Linked DNA regions of Pan troglodytes: region 2 is linked to region 1. A link is a contact called in public HiChIP or PLAC-seq data. All regions are on one chromosome and are shown on one strand. The core of a region is the stretch at or near the end of the contact, and the rest is flanking DNA. Distances in the headings are between cores, read along the strand shown. Region 1 holds the start of PDE7A (phosphodiesterase 7A). Region 2 holds the start of RRS1 (ribosome biogenesis regulator 1 homolog).

Region 1 (2,700 bases), core at 30-2,529:
CAAAAACCCAGAAAAACATGTCCCTCTCAAAAAGAAAATAAAGTAGCAGTTACCTTCCCTGAAAAAACACAGACATTAGACGTACTAGACAAATACTTTAAAATAGCTGTCCTTAATATGCTGAAAGAGCTAAGGGAAAATATGGACAGAGAACTAAGTGGAATCAGGAAAACAATATGTAAACAAAATTAATCATTGGCAAAGAGATAGAAATTATAAACTGGAACCAAATTCTGAAGCTGAAAAATACAATAACCAAGTTGAAAAATCTATTAGAGGGGTTCTCCAGCAGACTTGAATAGGCAGAAGAAAGAATAAGTGAACTTGACTATGGGACATGTGAAATTACAAATTCTGAGAAACAGAAATAAAAAGGAGTAAAGAAAAGTGAACAGAGTTTAAGGAACATATGTGACACCATCAAGCAGACTAATGCATGCATTATGGTATTTACAGAAAGAGAAAAGGGAAAGAAGCAGAGAGATTATTAGAAGAAACAATGGCAGAACACTCCCTGAATTTACAGAAATCATGTTTAGATATCTTAGATCAGCCAAATTCAAGTATGACAAACCCAAAAAGACCCAGACCAAGACATTATCACACTGCTGAAAAAAAAAGAATTTTGAGAGCAATGAGAGAAAAGTAATTCTTTATATACATGGGATTCTCAATGAGATTATTATTTAATTTCTCAGCAGAAACCTTGGAGCCAGAAGGCATCCAAGGCATGTGGTCCCCTATAACCTGTTGAGAAAAATATTTGCAACTGATTTACAGATAGTGCTGCATTTTATGGTGCAGACAGTGGACAGCTACAACACGATGGCCCCTCTCTGTGGTGGTTCTAGAGGCGGTGAAGAGAAATACTCCCAGTCAGCAGAACTTGGAGCTGCATACCTGGTTGTTCATTTTGTCTGGAAAGGGGAATAGCTACATGTGGAGGTCTATACTGATTCATGAGCAGTATCTGACTGCTTGGATAGATGGTTTGGACCTCGGAAGGAATATGATTAGAAAACTGGTGACAAGGAGGTCTGGGGAAGGAAAACATGTTGGAAAGATTAAATGGGCACATAATGTGAAGATATTTGTGTTTCATGCGAATACTTTCTAAATATTCAAGTCGGCTATTATATTTCAACCATGTAAAAGCCTCCTTTATAAGAATTTTGCAGTTTTTGATACTTTTTTCTTAGGTACTTTTCTTTTTGTTACAGAAAGTAATGGCATTTCTTTATTTAACTTTTGCTCCCTGTGATAGTTAATTTTATGTATCAACTTGGCTAAACTGTGATGTTCAGTCATTTGGTCAAATACTAGTCTAGATGTTACTATGAAGATATTTGTGGGTGTGACTACCATTTGTAATCCATTGGTTCTAAGCAGATTACTCTCCATGGAGTGGGTGGACCTCATCCAAAGAGTTGAAAGCATTAAGAGCAAAGACTTAGGTTTCCTGAGGATGACTCAGGTCTGCATCAAGACTCCAATGTAGAAACCCTGTCTGAGTTTTCAGCCTGTGGTTCTGCTGTGCAGATTTCAGACTCAAGACTGCAATTTCAACTCTTACTTGAATTTCCAGCCTGCTGGCCTGCCCTACAGATTTCAGACTTGCCAGCCTTCACAAAACATAAGCCAATTCCTTAAAATAACTCTCTCTCCCTCTCTCTATATGTACATCCTATGGGTTGTGTTTCTCTGAACAACCTGATTAATGTGCTGTAAAGAACACTGTAAAGAGCTGAAAAACTCTGGTCTTGAGATACTGTGTGGTATGGTGGAAAACGCATGGCTCTGAAATCATAGACCAGAGTTCACTGGGACAAATGACTTATGGTCTTGTAATCTGATTCCTCATCTGTAGAATCAGGATAAAATTACCTGACTTACGTGGCTATTGCGTTGGGTAAAGTTAAACATTGTAAGTAGAATGCCTGTCATGGTTTTTGGTTCACAGGTGCACAATAGTAACCAACTATGTTGAAGGGGGTTACATTTTTTAGTTATCTACTTAGTGCTCTGAGTGTCATTAAATGATTTAATCAACCTGAGTCTCTTAGATGTTATTAAATGTAATATAGTTATTTTATTTGGCACACAGTAACATCACACCAATATCACCTCCTGGATGGTTAGATTTACACAGAATTCAAACATTATTTGAGGTTAGTTCTTGCCACTTATCTGTGTAAGGTCTAGGGCAAGCGTGTTTCCATGAGCCTATTCTCAACTCAGGTACTAATAATTACCTCATGAGGTTTTTGTGAGAAGTAAACGTGATAACGCAGGAAAACTTGCTCAGTATAATCCCAAGCATATAGTAGATGCTCAATACATCTACTAGAAGTTGTGGGAGTAATTTGGATTTCAAAGATGAGTTGGATCAGCTGTACTAAAGGGGAGCTTACATCATCTAATGAAGACAAAATCCACAAGACCACGTTGGAGGTTATAGTTCTTTTAATAGTAGAAAGCAGACAGGTAGAAAAATATCCACGTAGGAGGTATAAAGTTTTAGCAAGAGAAAAGAAACATGCCATGGGAAGATGATAAAAGGTCTACTTTTGCTCATTTACCGGATTACGTGCATTTGGTATGTGATCTCATCATCAGTGGAAGTTATGCAGTGCTTTCAAAGGCCTTCCACCTTGTCAGTGGCTAGTCATCTCAAATCAGTAGAAAGGTGGATGCCCTAAG
Region 2 (2,708 bases), core at 104-2,603, 590 kb before region 1:
TCTCTTGCCACCCAAGCCGGGCGGCCCAGAATTCATTTTGCCTCCCAAGCCCCCTTTCCTCTTCCCTCCCTGGCTGGGCGGGCCCCCTTTCCTCTTGCCCCCAGGCCCCTGCCGGCCTCCCTTTCTCTTGCCCTTCTGGCTCATTTTCCTCCTCTTGGCGGCCTCCTCCTGGTCCTCCTCCCTCATCTGCTTATTGGTGGCCCTCGTCACATCCAGCTGAGGCTTCTTGCTGTTCATGACACGAAGCAGCTCCAACTGGTTCTTTTTCTCGGCTGCAAAGTCCCCGAAAAGGGGTTGAAACTTCCTTTTCTTGCCGGAGCCCCGGGGCGCCTTCTCCTTGGGGAGGCGCTCCTGATAGCGCCCCACAGAGGCGGTGGAGACCTTGGCCACTTGCATGGCGCGGCCCAGCTCCTCCTTACTCTGGTGTCCGGTAGGGTGCAAGCCGGCCGCGCTGGGCAGCTGCATCTTGTGCGCGCGGGCCAGGTTACGCAGCCGGTTCAGCTCGTTCTTGGCCACCCGTTCCTTCTTGGCCTGAATCCGCTTGGCGAACTGGTCCTCCAAGGGGTCGGCATTGCCGGGCACCTCAATCAGCCATTCTTTGGTGTCGTCCCGGGCGCGCTGGTAGCCCCAGCGCCGCCGCCACTGGCTACTCACCTCGTCCCACACCAGGTTGGTCTTCTTCTTGGGACGGATGCCCTTGAGGCGCGCGAACTGCTGCCAGCGTGTAAGTGGCCGCGGTCGGGGCAGAGGCTTCTCTCGCGGCAGGCGTGTGGTGGGCTCCGGCAGCCGCGCCACTATCGCCTCTTCCACGCGCTCCGTGGGCAGCTGCCACAGCTGGTTGATGAGCAGTTGCGTGTTGTCCCGCGCCAGGGCCCGTAGCTCGGCCTCCGGCGTGGGTCCGGCGCACCGCAGCCGGGTCGGGGGGTTCCGGTCCGACGCCAGCAGGTTGCCCAGGTCAAACTGCAGCTCCAGCTCCTTGTGCACCGTGATGCGTTGCAACTTCTCTGCCTCGTCCTGCTCTGCCTTTGCGAGCAGCTCCTCCACGCTCTGGCCCTCCATGGCTCCGGCTCGGCTCACTCGCTTTGGGGCTGCAGCTGAAGTTACTTTTCCTACAGTGGCGGCCCAAACTCCGGCAGCATAACCACGTGCAGATGCCGGGATGCCCAATCCGGAAAAGAAAGGTTCGCTTCCGGAGCGCCCGGAAGCGGCTCGCAATCCGGGCGACCAGAGGAAAGGCCGGCAGAGGGCGGTATGGAGAGATGATGGGATTAGAAGCGGGACCTTTAGGCTGGCGCCAGATAGAGGCGGAGCTGGCCCGAGCAGGCCGCACGGCTAGTTCCAGAGCAGGATTGGGACTACGATTCCCAGGATGCAGCGGGGCGGGAGGCGGTCTAGAGGGCGGTCCAGGGACAGCTCGGGGGGCCGCCTAGGGGGCGGTCCAGGGGGCGGTCCGGGGACAGTCTCGCAGGCGGTCTAGAGAGGGCGGTCCCGGGGGGCGGTCTTGGGCGGGGGGCAGTTCAGGGAGTGGTCTTAGGATGGTGGTCCGGGGACAGTCTTGGGGCTCAATCCGGAGGGGCGGGCCGGAGGGTTTGTCCAGGGGCGCGGTCCGGGACCGGGGCGGGTACAAATTCCTGGGACTGCCTGTGGTGTGGGGTTCCAATCAAGTGCGTGTTACAATTTCAGTGTAAATCCGTTGTGAAGATGTTTAGACAATCACCCTTCTTAGGGCCAAATAGTTTCACTGGAGTCATAATCGGCTTTCAGGGTTCCTAGTTGTGGCCCGAGAAAGATGACATCCCAAAGATACACATAGAGCTAATTGTAGAAGATTCGTTTTGTTTTGGGAGTCACTGGCAATGAAGCCACCCCGAGTGGGCGCGGGTGTGCACCGACCCTAGTGAGCTAGCTGACTTGGAGCTCCGGGATTCTGCAGTTACAGAACCTAGTCTAGTTCAATTAATCTAGTACAATGCTGAAACTAAGCCATGCTCTGCAGTTACACTGCCTGGGTTCCAATCCTGACTGTGCCACTGTTGTTCCTTCAGCAATTTTACTTGTTGAGGACATTTTAAGGCCTGCGAGATAATGATAATAATACTTCCTAGGGTGGTTATAAGATAAATGAGTTAATATCGTCCAAGGGAGGGTTAAACGAGGGCCTGGAGCGTATGAGTACTCAGTACAAATTAGCCAAATACCGATTATTATTTCATTTTCATAGGCTCTGGGAGGTAAGTGCTACATGGTGTTAAGTATGAGTCAAACGGCCTGCAATCAGGTATCAGGTCACCATTACTTGGAGAGAATGTTTGATCTAAGCCTTATTTATAAATTGACAAACATAAAACATTAGTTTCTGCTACATGGTAAGAACTCAGTATGTGTTAGCTATTAGTATTAACTATGTTATTAATTATTGTATTAACTATATTATTTTCACAGATGAAACAAGGAGGGCTCAGAGAGGTGAAATGACTTATCTAAAGTTATGCAGTTAGGGAATATAAGAACAAGAGATATCTTAACTCTGGTTTTAAGTCTGTAGATCTATTCTCTGCAATGTCGTCCAAGCTCTTGATACTCATTAAAGTGTGGTCTGCATACCAGCAGCATAATATCCCCTGGGAGCTTGTTGGAAATGCAGAACGTCAGGCCTCACTCTAGATGTAATTTATCAGAACCTTTATTTTAATAAGATCTGTAGGTGA

What was found. HiChIP or PLAC-seq counts read pairs in DNA pulled down with a chosen protein or histone mark.
Region 2: an H3K4me3 HiChIP or PLAC-seq map of stem cell-derived excitatory neurons shows a contact between it and region 1, with 4 times the contacts expected there. The contact joins the promoter of RRS1 here to the promoter of PDE7A in region 1. A contact is called at or near these places in 1 of 7 Hi-C or Micro-C datasets (stem cell-derived neural progenitor cells) and 1 of 1 datasets of contacts at active chromatin or transcription factors (stem cell-derived excitatory neurons).

The regions. Positions count from the first base shown.
Region 1 is chr7:74,486,422-74,489,121 of NHGRI_mPanTro3-v2.0_pri, reverse strand. PDE7A (phosphodiesterase 7A) reads left to right here and starts at 1,279. Exons shown (of 14, transcript XM_063816332.1): 1 at 1,279-2,700.
Region 2 is chr7:75,077,671-75,080,378 of NHGRI_mPanTro3-v2.0_pri, reverse strand. RRS1 (ribosome biogenesis regulator 1 homolog) reads right to left here and starts at 1,353. Exons shown (of 1, transcript XM_016959530.4): 1 at 1-1,353. The coding sequence starts at 1,059.